2 separate regions of the Oryctolagus cuniculus genome follow, and region 1 is linked to region 2. The links are chromatin contacts, called in public Micro-C maps. All regions are on one chromosome and are shown on one strand. Each heading gives the region's core, a stretch centred on a gene start, on an enhancer-like site or on the middle of the called end of the contact. The rest is flanking DNA. Distances are from core to core; before and after follow the strand shown.

What was found. Hi-C and Micro-C count contacts between places; a contact is called where the count stands out from the background.
Region 1: a Micro-C map of ear pinna shows a contact between it and region 2, with 2.7 times the contacts expected there. The contact joins the enhancer-like site here to the promoter of RASA3 in region 2. A contact is called at or near these places in 2 of 6 Hi-C or Micro-C datasets (ear pinna and an unstated tissue).

The regions. Positions count from the first base shown.
Region 1 is chr9:224,650-229,264 of mOryCun1.1, reverse strand. All of the region lies in intron 2 of RASA3 (RAS p21 protein activator 3), which reads right to left. Among named protein-coding and RNA genes, the nearest start is that of RASA3, 44 kb to the right of the region's middle. Within about 2 kb of position 3,189, at least 6 of the 8 cell types and tissues checked have an H3K27ac peak or open chromatin away from gene starts, as enhancers often do. A contact at or near this core is called in ear pinna, where this site is marked.
Region 2 is chr9:180,165-184,702 of mOryCun1.1, reverse strand. It overlaps RASA3 (RAS p21 protein activator 3), which reads right to left and starts at 1,448. Exons shown (of 24, transcript XM_070048523.1): 1 at 1,294-1,448.

The DNA.
Region 1 (4,615 bases), core at 1,940-4,439, 43 kb before region 2:
GCTGCACCTCATCGGGGGCCACCACACCTGCAGGGCTGCACCTCCTCGGGGGCCACCACACCTGCAGGGCTTTACTTCTTCGGGGGTCACCACACCTGCAGGGCTGCGCCTTGGCCTGAAAGGCGAAACAGAGGCCCTGCTCTGACCTGGACCCCAAAGTCCTGGGGCCACAAGAGTCACTTCAAGCTGCTGGAGGGTGAGCCCTGAGGCACAGGCCCACAGAATCCAAAATCACTTCTGGGCCTCACCCAGTAACTGCTCATTTAACAGCATTTTAAAAATTATTTATTTTGCATCTTTCCAGTGGCAAGTACTTCTGGAAATGCCAGCAAAACAGGCAGCTACCCCAGATCCTTCTTCGTCAATGCCTCACCCCCACAGGACCCTGCGGGGCGCTGGGTTAACCGAGAGGACACCAGAAGTCCACACAGGGGCCGGGTCTGGGGCCTCCATGGAAAGCAGAGCCTGAGCCCTTACTGCCCATGGCTGTAACGGGGGCTTCCCTGAGGGCTCCATGTCCCCGGCCCAGCACCCACAGTGCCTGCCTGCGCTTCCTGCAGAGCTGAGGGCTCCCTGTCCCCGGCCCAGCACCCACAGTGCCTGCCTGTGCTTTCTGTAGAGGCAGCTTCATCTGGGAGCTGGCAAGACACAGAGAGGCCTCCCACTCGGGCACCTGGTGAACAGTGCTGGGAAGGTGACAAGCAGGGATCCAGGGACTGGACGCGTCAGTGCACACGGGGCACCGGCCAGGGTGCATCACTCAGGCCCTACCTTCCCCCACCATTCCTGGTCCTCTGCCCGCCCCCACACATCTGGTTCCATGAGTTTGCTCATAATTAGATGCATGTGCCAATTTCTGTAACTTGCCTGTGTCTTCTCCTTTACAACCTGAACTTTGTTTGCTTTTTAAGGACACGTTCATTGGAGAGAAGGCTTCCTTTTACTTTAACTTAAAGTAAGAGGCTGCTTTTGCTTTGAAGAACAAAAATCTATCGAGGAGGAAGCTTCAGTCGTAAAGGCAAGATCAGACCCATGGAGATGGCTGACAAAGCCCATGCACGCATCTGTGAGGAGGAGGAGGAAGAGGAGCTGCGGCCATGAGGGGGTGGGGGAGGCACAGCCCGGAGCACTGTGGAAGCTTGTGGCCGTGCCGCACACAGCAGCACTCCTCGTGGTGCCCATGAGACCCAGCCGTTCCCTCCCAGTGTGCACGTTCCACAGAAAGCACGGCACCCCCCGTGGGATGCAGGCCAGGAAGGGTAAGGGGGAGGTGACATTCCCACCCTGAGAGCAGCACAGTAAAGCCACAGCACATGACAAGGTAGAGCAGCTACACAGCCAAGGCTACTGTCTAAAAACCAAAACATCTCGCAGACACACAGAGAAGTCAGGAAGGAATGCAGAGGACACGCGCCCTCCCCCACCCCCCCACCTGCTTTTCCTATGGCAGCCACGTACAAGAAGAAACAGGTGTTCGTGTAGATACGCACACCTGTCTTTCAAAATGCAAGTGGGATCGCAGAACGCACCCTGCCTTCAGTCAGCTTGTCCATCCCACATCAGACTACATCAAAACACGCCAACGACACAGACCCCTGCCGCTCCCACCTTCCACAGGCACAAACCACCCTGGAACGAACGTCCTTGTGGGTGCAGCCGACTGACCACTCCCAGAGGAGACCCCCAGGGGTGCTGCTTATGGGGGAAGAGCCCACCATGTAAGGCCTCAGCCAAGCTCTGACTACTGACCTACTGGCACCCCATACACACTCGGTCTTGTGAAAACTTTTAAACTTTGAAAAATTCATTGCAAAAAAAAACTATTTAATTCAAAGTTTTTGAAATCCTGCTGAGGTTGGGTATCCGACATCAATGTGCAAATTTTATTTATCACTATTACCTGTTTCAAAGGCAGAGAGAGATCTTCCAACCATGGTTCCCTCCCTAAATGCCCAGAATAGCCAGTACTGGGCCAGCTGAAGCTTGGGCTGGGAACTCCATTCGGGTCTCCCATGCGGGTAGCAGGGACCCAGCTGCTTGAGCCACCACGCTGTGTCCCAGGGTCAATATTAGCAGGGAGCTAGAATAGGGAAGAGCCGAGACTTGAACCCAGGCATTGCACTGTGGGATGCTGGCATCCCAAGTGTAAATTTATAAGCTTGTTAGAATTTCACCTTCTCTTGAAATGCCCTTGGCTTATTTTCTACTACAGCATCCCTCTTTTCATATTCTTATACTCAGGATATTAATCCACTTGGGAATTCTGAATTTGTGTTGCGAATTGTTAATGTCACTAATTCACAACATACAAAGAACACCTTTTTTAACTAAAACACCACATATTTGTTAACAGCTTTGTCATCAGTGGCATGTAAGATGTGTGACCAGCAATTCTGAATTGGGCTCCCTGGAACACAATGCCTGAGACAGGACAGATCCAGAGCCTTGGCCACATCAGCTCTCAGGCAGAACGCGGCAGGACCGGTGGCCAGGAGGACTGGCAGGAAGTGGCCCTGGTGTAACCACTGGATGTGCAGCAGAGTCCAGGGCCATGTGGTGGGGTGGACCACACCCTAGGGTCGGGCAGGGAGAGCTGCCTGCCCTCCTCACATCAGCAGGAGCGCCTGTCCCTGCCTGAGTTCTTTTAAAGGAAGAGGAAACCGGCTGAGCGTGGGGCCGTGCCTCCCACGGCCTGTGCAGACAATGTCTTCCTTCTGCTGGACTCGGGGACACACAGCCCTGGGCACTTCCCCTTCCGTTAGCAGCCAGCCCCGTGGTGTCTGCACACAGGCACAGCCTTGTCCAGGCTGCGGTCAGCGTGCCAGAAGCGTGATTAATGCCCAGCCAGGCAGCCCCTCCCAGCTACGGGGGTCCAGAACCCGCTGCAAAGAGAGGAAGAGCGAGCCGCCTCCGAGAACCAGGCCTCTCCCGAGCCGCTCCTTGCCGGTGGTTACTGAAGACGCTCAGATGAAGCTCCACAGACTCAAGTGAACCTTCCCGAGGGAGGAGGCAGCAGCTTCTCGCAGAGAACAGAGCGGGGCTGCGCCGAGGGGAAGTCGGCCAAGGGCGGGCGGGAGTCACTTCCCTGCATCTGCCAGTGGCTGCCCCGGCCCCGCCACACCCGCTGCTGGTCTCGTGACGACGAGCAACGGCCAGCCTGGAGAAGACAGGCAGGGCTGGCTCCAGCAAAAATGTCCACTTCCCAGCAGTGGGGGCAGCCTTGGTAGAGGGAGGAGCCGAAAGCTGAGAGCAGAGAGGCCTGGCCTGCGTGAGACGAGGCCCAGTGCCCGGCCGAGCACCGAGCACCGGCTCTCTGAAAGGAGCCAGCCTCCTTCAGGACAGTTCCCCACGGCTCCAGAATGTGTTGTGTGCCCTGAGTTCTGACAGCTGGGTCGGAATTCCTCTGAACAACACTGTACGACGGGGAGGGTGTGGGCTGGGGGGGAGTCGGGGCCTGCACCGCCCGTGTCCAAGGATAACTGGCCACTCCTGCTTGGGACAGCCTGCAGCCTGTTCTGAGCCGGAGCAAACCTCGGACTCTGTGAGCCTGCTGCCATCCTCCCAGCACCAGGCAGGGACAGGAGAGAAACCTTCATGGCTCCTTAGCAGCTCTCTTAAACTGTGGAACCCCCTCCGGGGGCCCAGCCCCCAGAACTGTCACACATCACCCCGACCGTGCCCCAGCAAGTGTCCTGGGAGAAGGGGCAGCTGTGCAGGAGAAATCAACCACCCAGGAAGGATGAGGCGGGAAGCCGCACACGCAGGTCCCTGTCAGACCAAGGGCCCAGCTCCATGCCAGTGCCACGCCAGCACCATGTCAACACCACCGGCACTGCTCCTACACATCTGGAGTGCTAACCTTCTCCTGGGGTAAAAGGAAAGCCAAGCTCAGGCCACAATTTCCTGTCTGCCCCTCCCCCTGGGTTTTGGCAGGACCGGGTGCACAACACCTCAGTGTGGTTTAAGCTAGGTGGGGTTGTTTATTTGAATTTTCAAACCAAACACAAAGACTCAGTGAGAAAAGTGGGCTGGCTAGGGTAAGACACAGTTTGGCCCTGGACTTGGCCAGCTCCAGCCCAAAGATAAGGCAGGGATGTGGGGACTGCCCAGCTCTACCCATGAGGCACCGGAGGTGTGCACTGGATACCTGGAGTGTTAGCATGGACCAGCAGGGCCAGGCCAGCAGCAAGCTGGCTCCAGGAAAGCTTCCTTGCCCAGCTCTAAGACTCACCAGTCCCCGTGGGAAGTTGCCTCACTGCCGAGACTCAGTGTCCCCACTGTACAATGGCCCATGTCCACCTGTACAGACTGGCCGATGCCAAGATGGCACCCAGATGCTGGGGCCAGGGGACCCCTCTCAGTGCACACTCAAACACACACCCCACCCCCAGAGAGGGACCCCTTTGCCCTGACCTCTACACACACACACACACACATCAACCCCCACAGCCCCAGAGAGGGACCCCCTTGCACTGGCCTCTACACACACACACACACACACACACACACACACCACCCCCCACCCCCCAGAGAGGTACCCCGTGCACTGGCCTCTACATACACACACACACACACCACCCCCTACCCCCCAGAGAGGGACCCCTTTGCACTGGCC
Region 2 (4,538 bases), core at 199-2,698:
TCTTCTGTTGAACTCTGCATGGGAATCCTTCCTTGAGGCTGAGGCTGAAGGGCAGGCGCCTTCCCCAGTCACCATCTCCCCAGAACCGCTCCCGCTCCCCGAGGGTGAGGAGACACAGCAGCCCCCACAATCCACTGGGCCCACTCACTGAGCAAAAGAACTGACCCAGGACTGGCCTCTGCCCTGCCCACGCGCTCAGACGCCCATCAGCTCCCCTGTGAGCAGAGGTCCCTTCCTGCTCCCATCACAGCTCACAGGCCGCCACTTCCTATCTGCAGTGCCCTGGGCCAAGGATCAAAACAGCGACCCCGCGATGATCTGTGCACCAAATAAAGCAGACAGGAAACACACTGATTCGTGTGGCTGGAATCCCTCGGGCAGCATCGAATGTCACTGGTGCCTGGCACAGCTCCTGGCGGCCCTTCCCCCCATGGGAATAGATCAGGATGTGGAGCACAGGGCAGTGGGGCAGAAGGACCTCCAGGCACCAGGACGGGACACTCTGGGTCGGTCCTGAGAACCCCATCCCACCCCTCATCGATGTCACTCCAGGAGACCACCGGGTTTGGGGGCTGGGGGAGCTATCACTGTCCCAAGGCAAAACAACGGCGGGAGCCTCTCCAGATAGAAGCAGGAAGTCCAGAGCCGGCCCTCCGCATGCTCCTCCCAGCCCACTCTGGGTTCCCTGGTCATTCCCTCCGCACTCCTGCTGCCCAGAGAAAAGCTGGTCCTGAATGGCAGGCCCTGTGACTGTGAGCTCCCACGGTCGGCTCTCAATGGAAGGGGGGAGGTGCTGGCGGTTTAGGTGGCTGTCAGGCCAGCTCCAGGCTGTCAGCCAGAGGCTACATCACCACACGCGCGCGCGCGCGCGCACACACACACACACACACACACACAGCAGCCAGCCGCCCGCCCACGCAAAGATGGAGCGGCGCATCCACAGCCCCCAGAAAGGAAGCTTCCGGGCCAAGTGGCAAGGGGAGACGCGAGACCCCAACCCAGTGAATTTGACCCCTGCAGTGCAGTTGTCCAGCCAGGCCCATGCTCGCGCATGCACGTGCACACACAGAGACACACACCCTGCACACACTCCACACACGGGCAGGCACGCCCCCTGACAGGCGACCCCCGCCCCGGCGTGGAGGAACCCGCCCGGCCCCGGCGAGGTGGGGGACGCGGCACTGGCCGCTCGGCTCTCCGGGAGCGCGCAGTCAGGAGGGCGCCTCCGCGGCGGACCCACCGGCCGAAAGCTGCGCAGGGTCGGCTCCCTGGGCGGCTGCCGCGGGCACTCACCGATCTTGATCCTCACGCTCTGGAAGACGCGTAACCCCTCTTCCTCCACCGCCATGCTGCGCCTGGGAGCCGCCGGCCCAGCGCCCGCGCCGCGCTCAGCGCCCCGCGTTCCGCGCTCCGTCGCGCTTTGCGGCCTCCCAGACCCAGCCGCCGGCACCGCCCACACGTCCACCCATTGGCTGAGGGCCGCGGCGAGGACTGGGGCTCCGCCCACGGCCCTGGCCCTGCTCCGCATTGGCCGATTTCCTGGGGGGCGGGGTTTGAGAGACTCCGCCCACATCCCAGCCGCAGCTTCCCATTGGTCCCGGCTCTGGGGGCGGGTGGGCCTAAGAGGCGGGATCGCTGGGGACCCGCCTGGCCAGGCGGGGCGACCTGAGGCGGCCTTGGCCCACCCGGCTCGGAGACCCTCCGGGCGGAAGAGAGCAACGGAGGTCGCCCGGGGCCCAGACCCGCTGTTGACATCCGCGAGGCTTCTGGAAGAAGAGAAATTAAAACATCAAACCGGGAAGGGAAAGCCCCGGGCCCAACCTCAACTGCCGGAGAGGCAAACCCCAAGCAAGAGCCAACGACCTGCGGGGGTCGAGGGGGAACCGGGGCCCTTGGGCGGCCCACAGGGAGCCCCAGCCTCCCTGGTGCGGCAGGGGCAGCCCCTTCCTCTCCGCGTCTCCTCCCCACCCCCAACCCCAGTGACCAGGCTGACCTCCACGCCCCCTCCTCTCTGGGACTCATGGCTCCTGACCGCGGTAGGGAGGTGCCCACCAGGAGCTGGGGGGTGCCCTCCACGGGTGTCCAACGGCCTACAGCGACCACCTCCCGATGCCACCGGCGCTTCTGCGGCACAGGTCAGCTGCTCCGGCCCATGGCCCAGGACCCGGGTGCTGCCACGCTGGGAGCAGAGACCCACAGCTGCCCTCAAGGCCTAGCCCAGAGCACATGTGCGCCTTCCTGAACCCACCCACACAACGGGATAGGGTCAGGCTGGGGTCACAGCTCACCCCAGATCTAGCGTTCGGGTCATCCCCGCCACACCGTTAGAACTGAGCGGCCCTGCTCCCCAGAGAAGAGGTCTGTGCTGGGCTCCGGGTGCCAGGGCAGGTGGAACAGGTGCTGGCCTCCTGCTGCCAGTGCCTGCGCTTCGGCAGTGCGTCAGAGGCAGCTCCAGGGCAGGGCCTCCCATTCCCTCCATACCCAAGATCCTTCCTCAGCAAAGCCTAGCTCCTTGGGCCACCAGCGTGCCGTTCGTGTTGGTCACTGGGTTTCTTTATTAGAACATATTCCCTTAGAACCCTGATAATAAACAGGAAAGTAGGGGGGGACTACAGCGAAAGGTGACAACAATGGCATCTCCAGTGTTTCCGTAACTCAGGGTTACGTTTGCTCTCTGGGATGTAATCTTACTTGTTCGCTTGTTTGAAAGGCAGAGAGAGAGAGAGAGGAAAGAGAGGTGTATTTACTGGTTCAGAGCTAGCCCAGGCTGAAGCCAGGAGCCAGGAGCTCCATCCTGCTCTCCCAAGTGCAGGGGCCCAAGTGCTTGGTCCATCATCTGCTGCCTTCCCAGAAGCTTCAGCAGGGAGCTGGATGGCAACAGGACTCGAACCAGCACTCCAATATGGGATGCCAGTGCCGCAGGTGACAGCCTCACCTGCTGTGCCACAGTGCTGGCCCCAAGATGGAGTCCTCAGCCAAACACCCTTGAGAACCAGCTCATCGGCAAGGCGCCATCTGGTAATTGCCAAAACAGCGTTATTAGATCAGTTATTATTTCCACCCGACCAGTCTGCTTTCAAAGAATCGCAGCAGCATAAAATGAATGGCCAGTGCACAGCAGATTAATTTTAAAGGGTACAAAGTAAGCACTGAAGGAAGCAGTCTTGGTATCAAGCATCTACAATGAGGGGCCTGCACTGTGGTGCAGCAGATTAAAGCCCAGGCCTGCAGTACCAGCATCCCATATGGGCGCCGGTTCGAGTCTCGGCTGCTCCACTTCCAATCCAGCTCTCTGCTGTGGCCTGGGAAAGTAGTAGAAGATGGCCCAAGTGCTTGGGTCCCTGCACCCATGTGGGAGACCCGGAAGAAGCTCCTGGATCCTGGCTTCAGATTGGCCCAGTTCCGGCCATTGTAGCCATTTGGGGAGTGAACCAGCGGATGGAAAATTCTCTCTCTCTCTCCCTCTCTGTCCCCTGTGTGTGTGTGTGTGTGTGTGTGTCTAACTCTCTCTGTAACACTTTCAAATAAATAAATAAACCTTTAAAAAAATCTATAATGAGAAAGCCCCCCCCCCACCAGTAGACATAAGCTCAGCTCTGAGTGCCTTGGCTGCCTTCCAGCTCAATAGTACGTACAATCCAGGCAAGGTACGTGTGTCCCACAAAAGGCAGGCATCGGTTGTTCAAAAACGATGATATTTTAGCCAACTGAGCAAGACAAGAAACTTTTTAGAGATTTTTAGAAGGAATATTCAACAAGTTAGGAAAGGGTATTTTCAGCTCACAACCACCTGGAACATAGAAAATAAGCAATGGATGTTTGTTGAGTGAATTTAGTGGTTTCCCACACACGTTTCACAGAAATGTTGGAGATGCCACATCAAGCCATCATGTCAGATGCAATTTGTTCGGGCACTTGGGAGTCAGCGCTGCGAGGGAAGTCTGTAGGAGCCCAGAAGGAGTAAGTCGTGTGGCGCTGGGTGCTGAGAGAGGCCAGTGGGGCCCCTTAGGTGCTCCAGGTCCTGGTGATGCTGTGAGAGTCTACGGACCAGTGCTCGGGGTCAGCAAGCCCAGTTGCCAGCCTGACTCAGGAGATGTGGGGTGCGCCAGGATCTAGTCCTCATCTTCTTGGGTGTGGGAGGCCTCACTTCCCACCCTCCCACATCTCAGCTGAGAACTGTGTGCCTAGCAGTGAGAGTGGAGGCACACGTCACATCTGGGCTGGATGCTGAGGGAGCCCCAGGTGCTCTGCCACCTGTCTCTTCCCTGCCGCGGCATCTGAGGTGGCCGGGGTCCCCAGGGTGCAGCCTGGACGGCAGTTGTGTGAAACAGCTGGGATGTGCAGATATCCTTGAGCAAATGAGAATACTGGGGCGGAGCCCGTGAAATCAGGAAATTGTCTGCATACCCCAAGTCTATCTTATCCTCACTAATAAAAACCTTAAGCAAGTTTTTATTGGATGCTATTTGATTGGCACCTGTCGATATGAGCTAACAGTAAAATAAAACCCCAGGTGTTTCAGTGGATTTACCCGTCAC